Linked DNA regions of Rattus norvegicus: region 1 is linked to region 2. Evidence: chromatin contacts called from public Hi-C data. All regions are on one chromosome and are shown on one strand. The core of a region is the stretch at or near the end of the contact, and the rest is flanking DNA. Distances in the headings are between cores, read along the strand shown.

Region 1 (5,723 bases), core at 221-2,720, 190 kb before region 2:
ATATGAACTCACCATATCCGACCCAAAATGTGCCATTCCCGGGGGTTGGGGATTTGGCTCAGTGGTAGAGCGCTTGCCTAGCAAGCGCAAGGCCCTGGGTTCGGTCCCCAGCTCCAAAAAAAGAACCAAAAAAAAAAAAAAAAGTGCCATTCTCTCCAGCCAGGTTCTGTCATATCTGTGAGGGTATGATGTATTCCCTGTCTCTTGGCCTTCTTTCCTCAGCCTCAGATGGACGCCTGACCCTTAACTCCCATCACCCTCTGAAAATCTCGAACATTCCAGAGAAGATCAAAGGGAGGCAGGACAGGGTTGGTCACTAGGGTTAGATCTGATGGGGCATTTCCCTAAGGATAAAGCTGGCAGAGCTGAGAAAGAGGAAGTTTTCTTCCAGTTCCACCTCCCTTGGGTACCTAAAACTGGGTGCTCATAGAGGCACGGAGCTGCCGAGTCCTGCTTCCAAGTTCTTCCCGGCTCCCTATCTCCTGCTTCGGGGAAGTGACCCCCCCACCAACCCCCGCTTTTCAGATCCTTGAATAAATAATTCAGGTTTTGAAATCTTGCCAGGCGCACCCTCCCGTGCAGCGAGGACGCTATTGGGCCCACATAAGTGACGTCACCCAGCTCCTTATTTCAACCCCAACATCACAGGACTGGTCCTGACAGCAACTTACCTGCTGGGTCGCCCGTCCAGTCAGACTTCCTACCCTGTTCCCTCACTCTGGGGCCCACTCACCAAGTCATTTGATCTTTACTTCAGGACCCCACAGCCCTCATTTAGCTTTGTCACCTCAGTCTTTTAACACTTGACAGGGTCACAGTGACCTCAAGTTCCTTCACCTGAATACTCATCTCCAAAGCCTTGTCACCACTTCTGCCACCCTAGGGTCCCCGAGCTCCATCATGGTGCAGTCATCCTGACAATGCTGTGGCTGCCCTGAGAAGGCCTACACCTCTCTATCGTCAACGTCCCACAGTCGCCATCCTCCAAGATCCTGTCACCACGCTCATATCGTCACAGCCACCCACCTCCCTGCTCCCTCGTGCTCCTGTCACCGTCACCCCAGGGCCCTATCAGAGGCAAAGCCTGTCATCCTCACCGGGGACGCCCATTTCGCTCCATCACCTGTCTTGTGTCAGCTCGTTTCTGCTACCGAAGGTACTCATCACCCCCGCAGACTATCCCAATCCCTTGACCTCTTCCCGCATCTTCTGTGGCCTCTTTTAAGGCTCTCCCACTAGCGTCCCCAAAACCCCCGACCCGCAGAGGGCGCCGCGTCAAGGACAGAGAGAGCCGGCTCCGGAGGGGGCGGGGCCGCGGCCACGGTCACTTTTTATGAATGGGGGAGCGGGCGGCGCGAGGCCTCATTACTATGCCGCGCAGCACGCGCTGCGCTCCAGCGCGCAGCGTCCATTGGTCTGCTGGGCTTCAGACGTCACCAAACCGGTGGCCGGGGGCGGGGCGGGGCGGGGTGACTCACGCCGCGTCTCCCGCGGCCGCGGGGGCTTCTCGGGGTCCGCACACACCTTCCTCTGCCAGAACCTGAGTGGAGGCTCCCCGCGGCCCGGCCGCACCCGGTCCTGAGCCACGGGTGAGTAGTGGGCCCTGCTGCGGGTACCCGGAGTCTGGGAGGACACAGCGTGCAGGGACGCCGGGCCGGCGGAAGGCTGCTTGCGGGTGCTCAGGGTCGGGGGTCGTACCTGGGACTCTGGAGAAGCAGATTCTACATTAGCAGGCAGCTCCCCAAGTGTTCGGGTGCTTGAGTAGTATGATGGGGTGACCCGGCAAAGGGTAAGCATTCCTGCGGGACTTGAGGCCCTGGAGGGACGGGCGGTCATCTGAGGTTGAGAGAGCAGGAGGTGTCTGGGGCGAGCATCTGGGTGTCCGAGTAGCGGGAGGTGTCTTATTTAGGGCTTCAGCTATCCAAGGCAGGAGGCGGAGTCAGGCCCAAGATCTAGGTGTCCGGACAGAAGGAGGGGTCTGACTTAGGAATCATGCTTCCACCAGGGGGTGTCTGCCACGCAGACCCAGTGGTTAGGAAGAAGGGGGGGGTGCCGGGAGGGGGGACGTCTGTCCAGAGTCAGAAGTCTGGTAGAGAGTGTACGGGAAATGAGTTCCCAGGAGTTACCCTAGGAATGTCGAGTGGGGGCTGGCAAGGAGCTGCACCGGGTTTGCCTGGGGGCGGAGCCTGAGGCTGCGAATCGTGAGGGGTCTGGGAGCTTCAGGAACCAAGTCATCATCTCTGATGGGAGGGAGCTGACTGCTCTTTTTCTTGACATGTTTCCCTCCCCTATCACGCTGGTTGGCGTGAGCCTTTTGAGGGAACACCTTGAATCCCATGCTCCCCCCTTCACTTATGGTAAGCTTTGATTCACTTTTTTTTTTTTTTTTTTTTTTGGTTCTTTTTTTCGGAGCTGGGGACCGAACCCACGGCCTTGCGCTTCCTAGGTAAGCGCTCTACCACTGAGCTAAATCCCCAGCCCCAGGGATTTTTTTTTTTTTCTTTTCTCCAAGGGCCTCCTGTCAGATTGCAGGCCTGCCAGGATCTCACAAGGCCTTTCTTCTACAGGTACCATGATGTGGGGTGCAGGAAGATCCATGGCCTGGTTCTCAGCCGGCTCAGGCAGTGTGAATGTGAGCATAGACCCAGCAGAGGAACCTACAGGCCCAGCTACACTGCTGCCCTCTCCCAGGGCCTGGGATGTGGTGCTGTGCATCTCAGGCACCCTGGTGTCCTGCGAGAATGCTCTGGTGGTGGCCATCATTGTGGGCACGCCTGCCTTCCGCGCCCCCATGTTCCTGCTGGTGGGCAGCTTGGCCGTAGCAGACCTGCTGGCAGGCCTGGGCCTGGTCCTGCACTTCGCTGCTGACTTCTGTATTGGCTCACCAGAGATGAGCTTGGTGCTGGTTGGCGTGCTAGCAACGGCCTTTACTGCCAGCATCGGCAGCCTGCTGGCCATCACCGTTGACCGCTACCTTTCCCTGTACAACGCCCTCACCTACTACTCAGAGACAACAGTAACTCGAACCTACGTGATGCTGGCCTTGGTGTGGGTGGGTGCCCTGGGCCTGGGGCTGGTTCCCGTGCTGGCCTGGAACTGCCGGGATGGCCTGACCACGTGCGGCGTAGTCTATCCACTCTCCAAGAACCATCTGGTGGTTCTGGCCATCGTCTTCTTCATGGTGTTTGGCATCATGCTACAGCTCTATGCCCAGATCTGCCGCATTGTTTGCCGCCACGCCCAGCAGATCGCCCTCCAACGACACCTGCTGCCTGCCTCCCACTACGTGGCCACCCGCAAGGGCATCGCCACATTGGCCGTGGTGCTTGGCGCCTTTGCCGCCTGTTGGTTGCCCTTCACTGTCTACTGCCTCCTGGGAGACGCCAACTCTCCTCCTCTCTACACCTACCTTACCCTGCTCCCTGCCACTTACAACTCCATGATCAACCCGGTCATTTACGCCTTCCGCAACCAAGACGTGCAGAAGGTGCTGTGGGCCATCTGCTGCTGCTGTTCTACTTCCAAGATCCCATTCCGGTCCCGGTCCCCTAGTGATGTCTAGTTTGATCCTGGTGGATCTGTGGTTTTGACTACCGTAGAACTTCAGAAGGTTAGGTCCGCCAGGGCTTAGTTCCAACCACCCCTCCCCCACCCAGTCCCACGCCCTTAAGACCCAGCTGGTTCTGGAGTTCTAGGACATTGGGTGTTTTGGGATCTTGTTCAAGATTCCTGCAGGGGCCGAGCCCAGCTGACTGCATGGCTCTAGAATGTTCCAGATGGTCAGGGTCCCACTCAGAAATGTCTCACAGCCCAAAGTGGTTTGCAATTCCAGAATGCTGGGAATTTTACAGTACCATTCCAAGTCCTTGATCTTCCTTCCCAGAAACTTGACCTTGATCATTGTTGCTTTTGACTTTCGAAGCTCCGGAGTCGGAGGTTAATCACTTAGTTGCCTAGATGAGAGAGAAAGATTTATCTATATATATGGACATACAAAGAAGGTATATTTATTGTTTATTTATTTATTTATTTATAAATTATGGGTGGTAAGGGAAAAAGAAAGAGACCCTCACCTAGAAATCTAGTTCATACCAGGGTATCCCCAGCCTCCACGACCCCGTTTCTGACCTCAGTTCCTGGAGTGGGGGATGGAAAAAGAGAAAACACGTATTTTGTTATTTTTGCTTATTTTTTATCAGAGAAATCATAGAAACCAGAGCCTCCTCCCCAGGCCCGCACTGCTCGGGTTTGCAAGGGGAACACACCAGCCTCTGGTTTTTTATTTTTTTAAGAAGCCATCACCTGAGCAACCGAGAATTCCTCTGCGCTGAGGCCCGGCTTCCCTCTGGTGGCCATTTGGGGGAATTGCAACTCGGCGAGGCAGTCGGGATTGTAAAACGCACCCCCCCATCTCCACTCCAGCCTGGCTTTCAGCGCCACAGCCATGGCCTGGGGGCCAGGCCTTACCCTGAGGTGCCCGAGAGGAGGCGGGGCAGAGCCAGTATCCCCCCAGCCCTCTGCCAATTGGGGTATGGCCCCCAGTGCATTCCTGTTCAGTCCCCAACCCTACTCAATAAAAATGGTTTTTTTTTGGTAAATACTTGTGTTTGTGCATATGAATAGTGTGGATGGAGTTGAGCCATGATAGCGGGGACCCGCTAAGGAATCTGGGAAGTCAGTATCCCTTGAACCAAACCCTGGACATCAATTTACAAGAACCTCCCTACCAAGGGACAAGAACCCAGGATACTCCTAGTTTGAAGGTACCCCACAGCCTGTCCATAGTAACCAATTCGGGGCTCAGGCATGCAGAACCTGTTTGTACCATGCAAGTTCCCTTCACAGTAATAGGTTCCTCCCAACAGTGTTTCCTCTGGGCAACATTGTGCTAAGGATGCTGCATGTGCCCTGCCCAGCATGACTGGCACAGACTATATTGTCTCCACCTTAAATGTATGCAAAAACAGCTAGAAATACAAGATAATGTTCAGACCTGGAACATCTGTTTCCAAAATCTGTGTTCAGTCTCCTAGACAATGACTTTTTTTCTTTCCTTCTTTCTTCCTTCCTTCCTTTCTTTCTTTCTTTCTTTCTTTCTTTCTTTCTTTCTATCCTGGGGCTCAGAACCTTCTGGACCTTACCTTATGTCCTTAGGATCAGTGGCCCACATTTGGGATTTATTCACATTTTAGAATACCTCCACATAGCAGTGTTTGGGTTTAGGAAGGGAGGAAGTCTGTGCTCACTGCAAGACAGCATCGGGAAGCTCTGGGCTGGGGTGGTACGTAGCTACAGTCTCTGTGTTGGAGAGGTAGAAGCCAGAGCATCATGGGGACCAGGCCAGCCTCAGCTATGCAATGCCAGCCTAAGGACTCTGGACTCCAAGCCTAGCAACACACAAATAAAGTGAGGGTGGAGAAACAGGGTTATGAGCACTGGCTGCTTCTACAAAGGACCTGGGTTCAGTTCCCACCACCTACATGGCGGCTCCCAACTGCCTGTAACTCCAGTTCCAGGGGATCCAACACTCTACTGGGCCCAGATACACATGCAGACAAAACACCCATTCACATAAATTGGAAAAATAAGCAAGTGTGGCAGTACAGGTCTCTAATCCCAACACTAGGGGAGGGAAGGAAGGAAGGTAAGAAGTTAAAGGCTAGCTTCAGCTCATAGCAACTTTGAGGCCAGCTAGCTAGGTAAGGCTCTCTTCCCCAAAAAAA
Region 2 (5,502 bases), core at 2,795-5,294:
GATACCAGAGCAGGAGTCCCAGGCTGGCCTTGCCACAGTATCTGTGGCTCTGGGCGAGTGGCTCCTCCTCACTAGATCTGCATTCCTTCTGTCAAGCACTCGGTTGGGGAGGGGGATATCTCAATGGATGATGACAGACACCTTTGGGGTGCTAAAGTCCCCCACTTTTATAACGTGGGTGTTTCCTAGCACAGGGTGCCTGCCAACCTGTGGAGTAACCCACCTAGCCCAGGCCCCGCCCACAGGTCCCAAGGACTCTGTTCAGCTCCCAGACACCCGAGGGCAGAGAGGGAAGGCTGCTCTGATGCTGGAAGTCAAGACCCCCGGAATCCTCCTCCCTCCCTCATTCTATCGCATTCTTCCCTCTTCTCTTTCCCACCTGCCCCCCCATTTCCCAGAGACATTTGCACTTTTCTTTCTATAATTCACCCGCAAGCCAATCCTAGCCCTCAGTCATGGCAGCGTGGCCCGCATCTGGATACAGGATAGAGGCAGTGGGAGGAGCCCAGGCCCTCGGAGGTTCCTAGGGTCCACCACTGAGCCCTGAAAGAGACCCTGGCATTCCTTGCCTAGTTTCTCTCTCACTCTCTTCAATAGGTTTGGCCTCTTATCTTTCCCACTCCTCAGCAGCATGTAGCTACCTGGGTCTCCTCCCCCCACCCTACTCTGTGTGTGTTGTGTATGTGTGTGTTGTGTGTGTGTGTGTGTGTGTGAGCATCTGCTGGCATTAGCAACAATGTTACCCTTGCTTCATCTAGCAGTCGCTAACTCCACCACACCTAGGCTTTGCCCCTTCTCTCTGTCCCAAGAGATCCCAGCCACCAGAGATAGAGCTTGGCTCCATCCCATAATAGTGCATCTGCTTGACCTCACCCAGCCAGACCAGAAGGGCCAGGGCATCTGGTACACAGGCACGGCACCCCTTGGTCTTGGGAGACTGGCAGAAGACAAGGAGCTCGCTCACGCTCTCCACCCCCTCTCTTCCCTCCCCCCTACCGAGAGCAGGCGAGGATACACACACACACACACACACACACACACACACACACACACACACACACACACACACACACACAGGCTCATAAGTAACCCTGGAGGTGGTACAGAAAGCAAGGAAGGAGAATGACCAAATCCAGGTTTGCTTGGAGGAAAGCCCTGTCCAATGAGGAACAGAGACACGCTTCAAGCTGACATCCCACTGGGGGCTCTACCAGTGCACCCACCAAACTGTCTTCTGTCAGGAACAGTCTGCCCCAGTTACAATCAGCTGGAGCCCCCACCCCTTAACATCTTTCAGAATCCAGGTCTAACCTTCCTTCATATTTATACCTCTATTTAACTCAGCAAGCAGGAGACCTCTCCCCGACAATAGCTAAGCACACGGCCTGGGGGGAGGGTGTTGCCCCCCCATCACCAAAGGCCCCCATCAGTTAGGCTGGGGAACAATATAAAGTAATCCTGGAAGCCTCACACACTAAAACTGAGAAACTAAACTGTTTACCCACATTACCAGGGGGCGTCAGGGGCTCCCTGACCCTGAGACCTTGTTTCAGACCCCCCCAGCCCAACAACCATAATAAACAGCGAAGTCTTTCTCTATGACAACAGATTTCTCTGAGCCCAACGGCTCCTTCCGTCACTACCTCAGCCATAGATCACATTAAAAACTCACAGAGGGCAACTTAAACACATCACATTTGTTTCTCTCTATATTATTTCAAAAGTAACGGCATTAAAAATGGATTTTAGTACAGAAAATAAATATCAGCACGTGGGCCTGCAGCCCAGGCAGAGAAGAAAGCCCACCAGGGGACTGTCCCTGGGGGAATAGGCACAACTTAGGCACTGGCCGGGAAGGTGACTGAATGGTCAAACTGCACCCTGGAGATGCCTAGGGAGGGGGCAGTGTCTGCCCCACCTGAGCACCTGCTCCGATGCCAAACCAAGTGGGAGATGAGTCACAGGTTTGGGTTGATGCCCATGGTCTCCCAAAGCTCATACCCTCTCTAGTCACTGCCACCTCTGAAGGGTGGGAGCTCTGGGGCCAGAAGTTCACCAGTCTCTGGGGATTCCTCCAGCTATTGACACAGGAGAAATGAATTCAACTTACTATCCCGTTTGATTTTCCATTACAATGAAAATAAATATACATCTGCTCAAAGGAAGACGTTTTAACAAGTGGCATGCATGTGCTACCTCAAGGGTCCCTCCACAGCTGAACACCACAGCCCAGCCTGCCTGCTCCTCCCGTGCTGGGAGGGGGGTGAACAGACTGGTAATCTTTCACTTACAGCCCTGGCTCACACAGCCACACACACCGGGCCACACTGAACAGGAACAAGTCAACAATAGAAACACCCCAAATGCCCCTGGCAGGACTCTGCCCAGGCCTGGGCTCCTGCCCCTGCCCTGCCAGCGGCAACAGCAAGAGCGGACAGAATGTGGCCACCCTGACCCGGAGGCAAAGCTTGTCCTCACACCCTGAGCTCAGCCCAGGGAGCTGGGGCCAAGTCCCGCCTGACACCAACTGGTCCAGCGGGAAACGCCTGCCCAGCCAGACAGGCACAGGCCCCCCAAGGGTCCCTCCTTGTGCTCAGGGACCAGGCTGGTGCAGCCCAGCCCTGCCTCCCAGGGTGACGCCTGGGCCCAAATTCAGCTGGCCCTGCCAGTCAAGCACTGGTGCAGAACCGAGGGCACCAGGCTCAGCCCCTCCCAGCCCAGCCCCAGGGCCCCCAAGCTGGGAGGGAGGGGAGACTCCCCACCCCTCCACATCTGGCCCTGGCCCCTAGGGTCTGCGGTAGAGAATTCCCGCCCCCGCTTCTCTCCCTCCTCCTGCTCTCTGCGATCTGTGCCCGCTGCCCGCCTCAGGGACAGCCCCAGCTCCCGCCTCCGGCCAGCAAGGCCCACATCCTTCCTCCCTCAGCTGGCCCCTTCGCCTGGCAGGAGGCTGGGGGGTCAGGCTGCTGGGGAACCCTCCCCCCCAGCTCCCATCAGTCCTCATCCCCAGCCCCCAAACTCTGGGTTGCTGTCCCTTTTCCTGTAGAACAGGAAGCAAGGTTATTTCCTAGTCTCAGAGCCAGCCCCCTGCCCCTTTGGCTCTGTCCAGGGACCCAGACCCAGCCGGGGAAGGCGCCCTCAGCCAGAAAGCAGAGATTCAACAGCTCACCCCAGCTCCCGACCTAGGGGGCTGACAGCTGTCACTCAGCACCCCACCCCCTGGGGAAGAGGGGGCCGATTCAATCAGAGCCCTAGAGGAAACGTATTGATACACGATTATTTATTTATTTATGCAAAAGTGAGCCGACTTTGTTCGCCAGGTAACCGGGCACGCGGCCCAACCCCTCCGGCCAGGCCGCCCCCAAATCCCTCCTCCGCCCCACACCCCCTCCGGGTCATTAGGTCCCCGCCCCTCAACTCCCAGAGCGCCAACGGAACCTTGGGATTTGGGGGCTGGAGGGGAGGGGCTCCTCCCTCCGCAGTCTCCCCTTTTCCCAGCGCCTATCCTAAAATCCAGCCTTGTTCTCCGCTCCCACGGTCCCCCTACATCCCACCCCCCCCCCACATTCTCAGCAAGCTGGAGAGCAAATTGCAGTTTTAAATCCAAAGGCGGAGGGAGGGGGAAGGAGGAGGGGGTGCGCGGCAGCGCTGGGCGCGCACCTCGCCCCCGAGCCGGGGGAGCCGCGGGGCGGCCAGGAAACCCGAGAACCCCCCCTCCCCGCCCCCCCTCCCCGTCCACCTCCCCCTCCCCCTTCCCGGCGCTGCCTGCCAGGCTTCGAGCCGAGCCCAGCCGAGCCGCGGGCCCCGGTGGAAACAAAGACCGATCGCACCGCGGGCACCGCAGCCACGGGGTCCGGCGGACCGGACTGGGGGCGCTGGGCCCCCCCCACAGTGCGCTGCACAAAAGAGCCTGGCCGGCCGGTCCCCAACGGCGTCTAGAGCTGGGGAGGAGACGCTACTTACCGGAGTGCTGGGCTGCCGGCTCCGTGGGTCCGAGCCAAGCGAGGGGTTTCGGGGGGCGTCTATCTTCCGCCGGCGACAGCAACACGGGCGCCCGGCTGCTGGGAAGAGGAGTCGTAGAGGAGCCCTGAGCCGCCTGCCGTCGCTGACAGCATGGCTTGCGCCTCGGCTCACATTCTCCGCCGCTAACTCCGCTGGACACGGCCCCCCGCTCCCGCGGCGCCCCCCCCACCACGATTACTCCTTCGCTATCTGCGCCCCACTCGCTTCCCCAGCCGCTCACACACTCTCACAGCCCTGGACACCCCCGCCCCAACCCCCCAATTGCAAACCTGGGAGGGAAGGCGCCCCGCGTAGTCCTCCTGCTCCTCCTCCGCCGCCCTTCTCCCTCCCGCTCTGTCTGTCTGTCTGTTTGTCTGCCTGTCTCTATTTCTCGCTCTCTCTGCCTTTCTCTGCTCTCCGAGCTGGGTGGGAAAAGGAAATGAGGACAGAAAGCAGACGCTGGCTTTGGGTGGTGGTAGCTGGATTCCCTCTCTCCCTCCCTCCTCCCTCCTCCCCTCCCTCCTCCTGCCTTCTGCTCTCTCCGCTGCGAGCGAGGCTGAGCGCAGCCTGGCGGGTGGCTCGCTCTGCCCGCCCGCCCGCCTGTCTGTCTGTCTGGTCTGCCTCGCTCGCTCCCTCCCTCCGTCTCTCGCCCTCGCCCTGCCTGCCTGCTTGCCTCTCTCCGTCTCCGCCGCCGCCGCCGCTGCCTCTGCGAGCTCGCCTTACCTTCGCTGCTCACCATCCGGAACCCCAGGGGGGGAGCGTGCGCAAAGCACGCCGGAACTTGTAGTCACCGCTCCGCCGCTCCGCGCACTGTGCGGGCGGGGCCGCTCCGGGCTGCTCCGACGGCGCGGCCCGGAGCGGACCCTGTCCGGGAGTATCCCCGGCCCGGATGAGTCCCGTTTTATCTAGGACTGCTGATCCTCCTCAAGGGTTAGGAACATTCCCGGCGTTCCGAGGCCCCTACTCGGGGCTCTGGCTGCGCCAAGGTTGCGGGTGGTAGCGCAGGGGCGGGGTCTAAGAATGAAATGAGTGGAATCGGGCATCAGAGGATGAGCCAAAAGAGCTGCGACTTTCTGGGGTGTCCCAAACACGTTGAGAGGGCCCATGGAGAGACGGGAGGACCAACGCTCACAATTTGGGGACGTTTTTCTTTTAGGAAGAGGCTTCTGGCGAGAAAGCCACTCTGGAAACGCCAGTCTCCTCCGCATTTAGTGGCCCTTCGCCCCAAACTCAACCCTGGATTTAGTTCTTCCAGCGCCTACTTTTTATTGTCGTCCACTGGAGGCGAGGGCGCAAAAATCCTGGACAATTTATAGATACCATGCCTTCTCCCGAATTCGAACAATTATTTGTGAGCGGAATTCAACAGTTCTCCAGCTCCTGCTGCGGCGTGGGGGCTGGGCGCACTTTCACCTACCTCCTCTTCAGGTCACATCTGTTCTCCAGCCCCTGGCTCTGGGCCCCCTGCCTTGCCTATCCCACAGATGGGAATGTGCGCCTCTG

The links. A called contact is a pair of places that touch in the nucleus more often than the background predicts.
Region 1: a Hi-C map of the A7r5 cell line shows a contact between it and region 2, with 7 times the contacts expected there. The contact joins the promoter of Gpr3 here to the promoter of Ahdc1 in region 2. A contact is called at or near these places in 9 of 12 Hi-C or Micro-C datasets (the A7r5 cell line, Schwann cells, frontal cortex and 4 more) and 1 of 1 datasets of contacts at active chromatin or transcription factors (oligodendrocytes).

What each region holds. Positions count from the first base shown.
Region 1 is chr5:150,694,273-150,699,995 of GRCr8, reverse strand. It overlaps Gpr3 (G protein-coupled receptor 3), which reads left to right and starts at 1,470. Exons shown (of 2, transcript NM_153727.2): 1 at 1,470-1,589; 2 at 2,568-4,590. The coding sequence starts at 2,573. The coding sequence ends at 3,562. It also overlaps a transcript of Cd164l2 not described here.
Region 2 is chr5:150,511,420-150,516,921 of GRCr8, reverse strand. Ahdc1 (AT hook, DNA binding motif, containing 1) reads right to left here and starts at 4,044. Exons shown (of 6, transcript NM_001134956.1): 1 at 3,961-4,044.